Regions from separate parts of the Mus musculus genome. Here region 2 is linked to region 1. A link is a contact called in public HiChIP or PLAC-seq data. All regions are on one chromosome and are shown on one strand. Each heading gives the region's core, a stretch centred on a gene start, on an enhancer-like site or on the middle of the called end of the contact. The rest is flanking DNA. Distances are from core to core; before and after follow the strand shown.

Region 1 (4,557 bases), core at 702-3,201:
GTTGCTACCAACACGGTCTCACGTCCTAGCTTCTTCTTCTTCCTTTTTTTTTTTTTTTTTTTTTTTGACAATGCAAAATCGCAACAATCAAACAAAATTGCAACCAAGTCCTCTCATCCTGGGACTGAAGTCCACTTCCGTCCTTGGATGAGCATTTCCTCTTACTGCATTTTCAACCCACAGAAATGCTGTGAGAACCAAACCAACACACAGGCATGGGCAGATGGAGAGCCTGCCTGTGTAGCCCACACTAGCAACGTGGCGTCAAAACAGCACCCGGTTCCATTCTGATTTCCATCTTATTTCCTTTCTTTCTCTGTTTTCTTTCTTTCTTTCTTTCTTTCTTTCTTTCTTTCTTTCTTTCTTTCTTTCTTTCTTTCTTTCTTCCTTCCTTCCTTCCTTCCTTCCTTCCTTCCTTTCTTTCTTTCTTTCTTTCTTTCTTTCTTTCTTTCTTTCTTTCTTTCTTTCTTTCTTTCTTCCTCTTAAGAGTCTTACTCTATAGTCAAGATTCACCTCAAATTTAGGTGCCTCTTACTCTTACTGCCTCACCCCCGCCCCCCCCCCCATTCAAAGGTCATCTTCCCTTTTTTGAGACAAGGTCTCATACAGCCCACACTGGTACTGAACACAGCATGTAGCTGTGGGTACCCTGAACTCTTGATCTTCTCACGGCTTCCTCGCCATGCCAGGATTGCAGGCATTTTCCACCATGTCTGGTTTATACGAGGCTTGGGGTTGAACCCTGGGTTTAGCTTCTGCTACACACACACTTACCCAAACGAGGTCTATTCCAAGCCACTCAAAATGTGGCAGAGTGGGCTGGACATGGAGCAGATGGAAGGTCCAGGGCTGGAGGGATGGCTCAGTGGAGGAACTTCCATCTGCTCCATGTCCAGCCCACTCCGCCACTATCCATCCTCCATAGTCCACCCGTCACAGTCCCTTCCACCCCCTCTCATCCCTCCACTGTCTGTCCCCCACAGTCCACCTCTTCCACCATGTTCCTTGTCCCTGATCACTTCCCTCTTTCCCAGAAAGGACACAGTGGGGACTGTCACCTCCCAGAGCCTGGATGGAGAGACAACTGAGGGTGAATGAGATGAAGCACCCTGTGTGTGTTGTGTCCACCTCCTTGACCAGGCCCCATGTCATTTTCTGTGTACAATGGGAGGTCATTTACAGTTGCCGTTGGTGGCATCTCAGGTGTGGCTCCGGTAGACAACGAGGGCAGAAGTTGTCTTTCCTCTTCCTTGGATGAGAAGACTGGACTCTCACACTGACCCCATGGGTGTCCCATGCTGGACAGAGATCAAGGTACCTTGCGGGTAAACATGGCAAACCTAAGGAACCCATAGGCATGCATTCTGTCGTGCCCTTCACACTGAGGGGGCACCGGGAACTCTGAGAGATGAATTCCCTTGTAAACTAGAGCTGGGGCCTAGCGCCTGGCATCTGAGGGCCTCAAATAATCTATTGTTTAGATGCTTTCATTTCCAAGAACAAAGGCCTTCCTGCCCCCACCTCTGTCCCTTCAAAGGGCACCATCTCGATATCATTTCTGATACCGGGAGATTCAGCCATCAGTCACTGGGTTCTGTTCCAGGAAAAAGCAATATTCTTTGACAAATAAGCCATTTACGGAGCAGTTTAAATGACACTGCAGAGAGACACTACAAACCAATGTGCCTTTTCACTGAGTAAGAGCCAGGGCCTCAGATAAAGAGAGCAGATCTCATGTGACTACGCAGCCCTGTGTAAACAGCCTCCGGAAGAGGCTGGCCTGGTGAGTCTCTGGTCAGAGAGCCTGGATCAGCCTCATCTTTTCCCAGGCAGCCCCCATCCCTGGTCCTTAGGGGCTTTCTTCAACACTTTCTGTTTCTTACCCGTTGCCCTCTTGCTACTGATGTAACAGCCTGGAGCCATTGTGTCCTGCCTTCACAGGGGCGTTCCCAAGAGGCAGATGTGTGAGCTAGCAGGAAGAAAGGCCTGTTTCTTATTGACAGAGCCCTAGCATGTGTCATAGAACTTCAAAGATCTGGGGCCACATTGGGCAGGCAACATCAAACGCCTCTGGCTGGTGCTGAGTAAACGTTGTATTCTAACATACATCTTATCTGTTTGGTTCCAGGCTTGAGAGTGGGACGCTGTACCTAACCAAACCACTTTGTTTCTCTCACAGCTGCAAGCCTGGAAAAATATCAGGTCACAAAGTGCTGGGCCTGGGGGCTTGGGGGATGGGACAGTCAGAGAGATACAGAGACGGAGAGAAACAGAGGCAGAAGCAGACATGTTTTGTCAGTTCCTAAGCAACACAATATTGTCAAGATGGAAGCTCTGGGGAAAGGAGGGGGTGTTCCCTATACTTCCTATAGAGGCCACTAATCCCAGTCTTTATCTTTTTATAAAAACACAACCGCTCTGAAGCTGCATAAAACCTGTGTCTACCCAACATACTTACGTTGTCACTGTGCCCTGCTCAATCACCAGGCCACTGCTTCTTTGATAAAGACTCACTTTTTAATGAGGCTAAATCAATGGTTTGATTATAATCTAAACTCAAACAATGAAACTATTTCCTGATTTTTTTTGAAAAAAAAATTAATTTAGTGTTCAAATTGTGGTCACTGCTTTTTCCATTATTAAAAAAAAAATCTTTAAAATGTGTTTCATTTCAGTGTAGCTGGGACATAATAACACTTCCCTGTCTGAGAAGCAGAGAGAGTGAGTGGGTGGGTCGGAGCTTCTTTCTGTCAGTCTGCATTTCTTGCTTCCCTTGTGTGGATTTGTTACAAAGCACTAGGTTAATATTACCCTGGGGGGATATCAGCAGGTGTCTCTCCTGGGCATGGAAGGAAATCCTTACAAATTAGGGATGGCCCTCCTGTGTGAGGGACACATTAGCATATTCAGTCAACAAGTCCTTCTGAAGTGCTAGTGTGGGGATCAGTCAGGGACAGACTCATGACTCCAATCTTAGGGCTTAGCCTCTGGAGCCTGTGGAAGCCTTGGCTGTCCCCACTGGGCCACCTGTCTGGTGAACCTGCCCCATGGTCCAGCTGCATGATGGACGTTACCCACATCAAGAGAAATCAATAAGAGGCCTAGAGTCGGGGAAGTCAGAGGTTCTCAGCCTCTGGGGAGACAGGGCCCCTGCAGCCCTGCTTCGGAGGCTGGTGGATGTCTGGCTTTGCCAGACAAGCCTGATCCAAATCTGCATCTTAAGATTGTCAGGGGACCGAGATGTTTACCCTGTTCTCTGACCTGAGATTCCAGAGATGACCTGAAGTGGTATTCCCCGGTTTATGTCTCCTAAATGTGCCAATGGCTCTGCTGTGTCCTAGGCCCAAGAAAAAGCAGTGTGGCACTTTAGGACATTAGCATCTGTGATTCTGGCCTCTTCACTACTGGCCAATGAGTATGATCTGGTGAGCAACAGTCTAAAGAAACATGAAGATTCTGAACAGGTAGGAGGCTCTTGATATTAAACCTCCTTCAGAGAGCCGGGGGCCCTGCTGAAGCTTGCTCCTGCCCTGCCTTGCGCTGCCCTGTCCCTGTGCCCTAGAGTCAAGTCTTCACACTGAAAGCCAGTCCTTGGCTCCTCCCTGCATAGCAAAGTTCACTGCTTAAGACATCTGCAGAGTGCAGCTTTCCTGTGCTCAGGACATCTTCAGAGTGGAGCTTTCCTAGCACCCTCGGGCCCTCCAGGCTTTCAGTGACCTATTCCAGCCCCTCCCCCACCGAGAGCAACAGCGACATTCGCTGTCCCCTTCAGACTGGCCCTTTTCCATAAGATTCATGGCAGTACCAGATGAGGGGCCAAGGTCTAGCTCAGGCGGTGGAGGGCTTACCTAGCATGTACAAAGCTCTGGGTTCAACGTACAACCCCAAATGAAACTGTGTGATAGTACATGTCTGTAAACCCAATAAAACCGTGTGACATCACATGCATGCCTGCAATCTCAACACTTAGGACAGTGCACACAGATCAGTATTTCAAGGTCACCCTGAGCTGTATAGTAAGTTGTAGGCCAATCTAGCATATATGAGATCCTGTCAAAAATATAAAAAAAAGAACACACACACACACACACCTGGCTGAATCAAATCAAAATAATTCCCATAAAACCCCTTTAAATGTCACTCAGAAGAGCCTTCTATTGTACAGGTAAAGGTAGAGATGAGCAATTGCTTCTATTTAATGTTAGCTTATGAAGGCCACGTCTTTACAGGCAAAAGTAAGCAGAGTATTGAAGCAATCCGTCTATTCGGGGAAGCAATTATTAAACCAAAAACCTATAATTGGAAGACACCAGCATTTAAGGACTAATTTATTTAGCATATTCTGCTGTCAAGCTTGGTAGCGTTAATTATCAGAGGCTGACATTAACTTTGGTTTCTGACAGAGGGATTTTATAGTATCTTTCCCTCCGTGCTTTAATAAAAGAAGTTCACTTTGATCCACCCATTCTCATTAGGTGGGTCTCCTGGTGACAAGGAAGAGGGGTGGAGTCGGTGTTGTAGGGAGTGCTGCCCGCTCCTCCCCCTCTGGTGGCACAA
Region 2 (4,557 bases), core at 1,221-3,720, 260 kb after region 1:
GGTTCCCTAGCCAGGCAATCTAGCCTAAAGGCAAGTTCCACATTCACTCGAAGACTGTTGCAAAAATAATGTGGAAAGCAACAGTGGAACACACCAGACTATGGCCTCCACACACCTGAGTAAAGCATGGGCATGCACACATGCACACACACACTCACTCATGCACACACACACACACACACACACACACACACTCCACGATTCAGCCTTCTGTCTTCTCTGCTAATCAGAGGCAAACAGAAGCCCCTCAACTTATGATGCTGGTACGGTACTGCAGTCAGCTGCCTAACTGTCCCAGACCAACTCCAGCATCAAGACAGAAAGCATCACTCTGCAGCCATGGCTTCCAGGGCCTCACACCTGAAGACAGAGCATGCATAAGATCAGAAAGGAAGGGGTTTGGTGAAATTAACCTCCCTTTAATGGTCCAACGTCTAGGTATTAAAGTCCGCAAGGGTCTGAATGCCAAAGGGCTTGTCCCCAGCTTGGCACTACAGGAAGCCAAGGAATGTTTAAGAGCTGGGGCCTTGGGGCTGGAGAGATGGCTCAGCAGTTAAGGGCACTGACTGCTCTTTCAAAGGTCCTGAGTTCGATTCCCAGAAACCACATGGTGGCTCACAACCATCTGTAATGAGATCCGATGCCCTCTTCTGCTGTGTCTGAAGACAGCTACAGTGTACTCATATAAATAAATCTTTAAAAAAAAAAAAAGAGCTGGGGCCTGGTGAAAGGTCTTTAGGTCATTGGGGACATGTACGTATTGAGGAGGATCTTAGGACCCAGGTATGAAGAGAATTCCTGGCCCCACCCACTCCTGAGTGCTATACAGCAACTGCTCCAACTGAGCCTGAACTAGAACCTCCAAAGCTAAGAGCCAAAGTAAGCCTGCTGCCTGTTAGTTCCAGCAGTTCCTGAGGCTGACGCTGCCCTTTCGCTGAATGCCAGGCCGTGAGGAAGACTACGGAGAGTGAAGCTGTGCTTCGCCTCTCCTTCGTGAGCTACTGGACTACTGACCATCCTTGCACGTGCTTTACTTCTAGGAGCTGACGAGTTTCTTCTCTTACGGGGCCCGGACATATACAGCTCTAAGATACTAAATGGCAGGAGCTAAGTTATTCAGTGCCCACCATCTCACTCTCTGTTCCCACTCTGTGGCCAGTACGAGAAATGTGACCTCAAAACATTCAGCTTGGTTAAGGTGTCAGGCCAAGTTAGGGTACGTGTGAGGCTCCCAGGTCCTTCTGACCCCAGGGCAGGAGACCCTCAAGCCCTTCCACATCCATTCTTCCCTCTCCTGGGTGGCAGACAGGCTTCCCTGCCTGACAGGAAAGACTTCTGAAGACTTGACACCCTTTTCGCTTCGGCAGGTAGTGGAGTGCAAGTGTGAAACCCCGGCTCTTTTCTGGAAACTGGACAGTTTACTCCCCTTGAAAGAAACAGATTGGCTTTGCAGCAAAAACTGGAGGCAAAAGATGAAAGACACTTGCTGATCAGTCCAGAAAAAAACGCCTATGTACCAGGGACCTACTGATCATTTTGCTCAAGGGCAAATTCTAGCAAGTCACAAATGCAACCCTTCTCAAATTAGCTTTAAACTCAGCCGTGCCTTCCATTACTTTCTCCAGAAGAGGAAAAGCCTGCCCTAAGACCACAGTCCCATTTCCTGACTATGTCCTCATAATTTCTAAATACACAGCTTTATTTATTTTGTTCCTGTTTGCTGAAATCACTCTACAACTCTTAAATGCTCATATTTAAATAAACCTCGCTTCTTTCATCCTTATTATTCCTGTTGGGAATTTTTGGTGTATTCTAAAGTGTCTTGCTTCCTCCTCTAAATGAATTTTTTCAATAAATCCCTCATGCCCATACTTTATAGTTTTTATAAAAACTCTACAAATGTATGAAAATATACTTTAAGAGTCTTCCAAGTAAAATAATTCCTTGAACTCAACTCTTCGGTGGAATTCTGTGCTTGATGAACTTCAGTTCTGACCAATTTTTGTATAAGAAATGTGTTGTATGATTGACATAGGTGATCTTATTTCTATTCAACAATCTACTTACTACTATGAAAAGGAGGCCTGAAAAATCTTAAATAATTTGTCCAAGATCAACACAAGCATCAACGCCATGTCTGGGACAAACCATAAGGGCCTAGCAATTCTCAATGACATCGAAATCTCTAAATTAAGAAGTGTCTGATGGTCTCAACACATATTAATCCACCCCTGGGTTGAATCCTAGCTCTAATATAAAGCACTGAAGTACACTACTGAGTACCACACTTACTAAGAAAGAAACGGAGGGGAAGGGTGTGATGGAGAAGGGCAGGAGAGACTACTCCCCCAAAATATATTCATGAATTATGCGTGACTAGTCGGTCTGGGGACTCTCTGGGGAGCACAGGACGGAGGCATTGAGTGTCCTGCTCTACCCTGAATTCTGCAGACTGAATGCTGTTTCACTTTTCACTGTCAGCTGTGAGCTGTTTTCAAGTGTGAAATCGCCTAACAGAGGAAGCAAAGCTGTCATTTGACATCTGGGAGCGTGGAGATGCGGCTGCAGAGGAAAGTGTGTCGGTCCTCTTCAATTCATGCACACTCACCTATAAAACTCCAGGCTGATAACTAGTCAGTGAGAAAGACCAATGTAAATTTCAAGTTTTTAAAATTAAGGGTTCATAATGGGGTTGAAAGTCACAGTGTCAGAGACACAGGAAACAGGCGTGTGGGTGAGGGCATTAGCTTGATAACCAAGCTGGATCCGATTCTGTTCGCCTGAGCTAGCCTGTACACTGAATTTTCAATCAGTCTTTGTATGTCACATGGTTAAGAGTATAAGTTTTATTTCTAGCTGCCTTTGATGGTAAAAGATACTGCTATGAAAACATTAACTACAGTCCCTGACATTGTATTTTATTTTTCTATAACACTAAAAATGTTGTAGCAAAATTTATTCTATGCTACTAAGTGGAGAAATATTTCAAATCCTTGGGTCAAAAACTTGGTGAAGCTCTGGTTTCTATAGCATTGGAAATAAAATTCAAATTACCACGAGCATGTGCTCAAGAGAAAAGTGAGCGGCACCCTGGCTTCTGATCACTACCTGTCCTAGTGCATCCAGGAGCTCCTGAGGGTGTGCCCGAGAGAGGACAGTGCTGCAGACCTACTCAGTGCTGCATACCCTCTGCCTACCTGGCCCACTGCGGCCCTGCTTTCCTCTTTCTCCCCGCCATTCTGTTTGTATGCAGTATGAAAGGAAGCCGTTTGCCATGAGTGAGGTTTATTTAATAAAAACCTTGCTAGATAATCCAAAGATACGAAACGAACCCGAAAAGTCCAACTTTGAGAAGAGGGCTAAGTCTGCTCTGTAAATTCGTATTCTCAAGATCCTCTTGATAGAGCCGCAGCTGTAGCCATTTAAGGGCCGGCTTTTTCACAGGCACAGACAGACAGAGCTCCATGGGTTTTGTCTTTGTATCGCTGGATCTCTTTGCTTTAACATAAAAGGCGATTTTTTTTTTCAAGTTCTTAGTTTTTTTTGCAGGAACTTGTGAGCCTTCGTAGACATGGCTGGAGGTCTGTGGCTTTAAATCCAAGATCACAAAGTTGGCAGAAGCAATTCTTAAACAACAGAAGGTGATCATTTGCATTTCAAAATTTATCTATCTTGCTTTTCCCCTCAATTAGACCCAAACATGTTGATTCCCAGGTTTCTGTGAGTGTTTTCTGGTCTAAACTTATTTATAGAACAGAATAATAGCCCCCCTGCTAGTCTGGCGTTTGCTCAAGTTTCTGTCCATGTAAATCGAATCTGTTACTGGAAATTTTTCTCAAAATATCAAGGCACATCATCCACAAGATAAAAGGATGCGGTGATAGTATAAAGTACAGGCAGGTGGGTGATGGTTTTTGAACAAACAGCTGATAAGGATCCCGGGAGGGAGGAGGGCAGGGGCAGGCCACACTGGATAAACAGAGGGCAGAGCTCCCCTCAGCACCCTCTGGACTTTCCTTTCTAACCAGGCAGCAGAGCTTTGGCTTTAGTGACTATCTCAGCGGGACTCAGGTCAGAGTTAGGGGGAGGGCCGAATGTGGGAGAGAGAAATTGCTGCCAGGGACTCTCTTTACCTTCTGCTGTGGTCACTGTGCACTGGAATGCTGGCCCATTGCCACTGCTCTCGGCCACTGACAAGGGAGACTACCTACTCACAGGAGAGCCTTTTGGTTTTTAGGGATGTGCTGCAGCTTGAGGCTCCAACCCCTCTAGGATTCCGAGGTGCAGGCTCTGCCTCTATAGGTTTGAGGTCCTGTTAACAAGAAGGAGGCATCTACTTTTCTGGGTTTCTCCTTGTCGCTAAAGTTGATCTGCCCAAGGGTTGGAGGAACAACCCCCGTGGCTCATGCACAGAGCAGTTAAGCAGCTGGAAGGTGCAATTCTTTCATACAAACAATCACAACAAAGCCTCTCTTTAGACTACAGTTTGGCTGGATTTTTTTTCCCCCAAACACTATGAAGGACAACCTGGAAGGGGACTGCAGAAATCGAAGAATC

What was found. HiChIP or PLAC-seq counts read pairs in DNA pulled down with a chosen protein or histone mark.
Region 2: a contact with region 1 is called in an H3K4me3 HiChIP or PLAC-seq map of the SCID.adh cell line, with 11 read pairs. The contact joins two enhancer-like sites. A contact is called at or near these places in 2 of 484 Hi-C or Micro-C datasets (granulosa cells and nephron progenitors), 1 of 115 datasets of contacts at active chromatin or transcription factors (the SCID.adh cell line) and 1 of 9 other capture datasets (embryonic stem cells).

What each region holds. Positions count from the first base shown.
Region 1 is chr1:190,531,205-190,535,761 of GRCm38.p6, forward strand. No RefSeq gene overlaps it. Among named protein-coding and RNA genes, the nearest start is that of Gm30932, 61 kb to the right of the region's middle. Within about 2 kb of position 1,952, at least 47 of the 459 cell types and tissues checked have an H3K27ac peak or open chromatin away from gene starts, as enhancers often do. A contact at or near this core is called in the SCID.adh cell line, where this site is marked.
Region 2 is chr1:190,792,796-190,797,352 of GRCm38.p6, forward strand. The region is part of intron 12 of Rps6kc1 (ribosomal protein S6 kinase polypeptide 1); the gene reads right to left. Among named protein-coding and RNA genes, the nearest start is that of Gm51740, 25 kb to the right of the region's middle. Within about 2 kb of position 2,471, at least 13 of the 459 cell types and tissues checked have an H3K27ac peak or open chromatin away from gene starts, as enhancers often do. A contact at or near this core is called in the SCID.adh cell line, where this site is marked.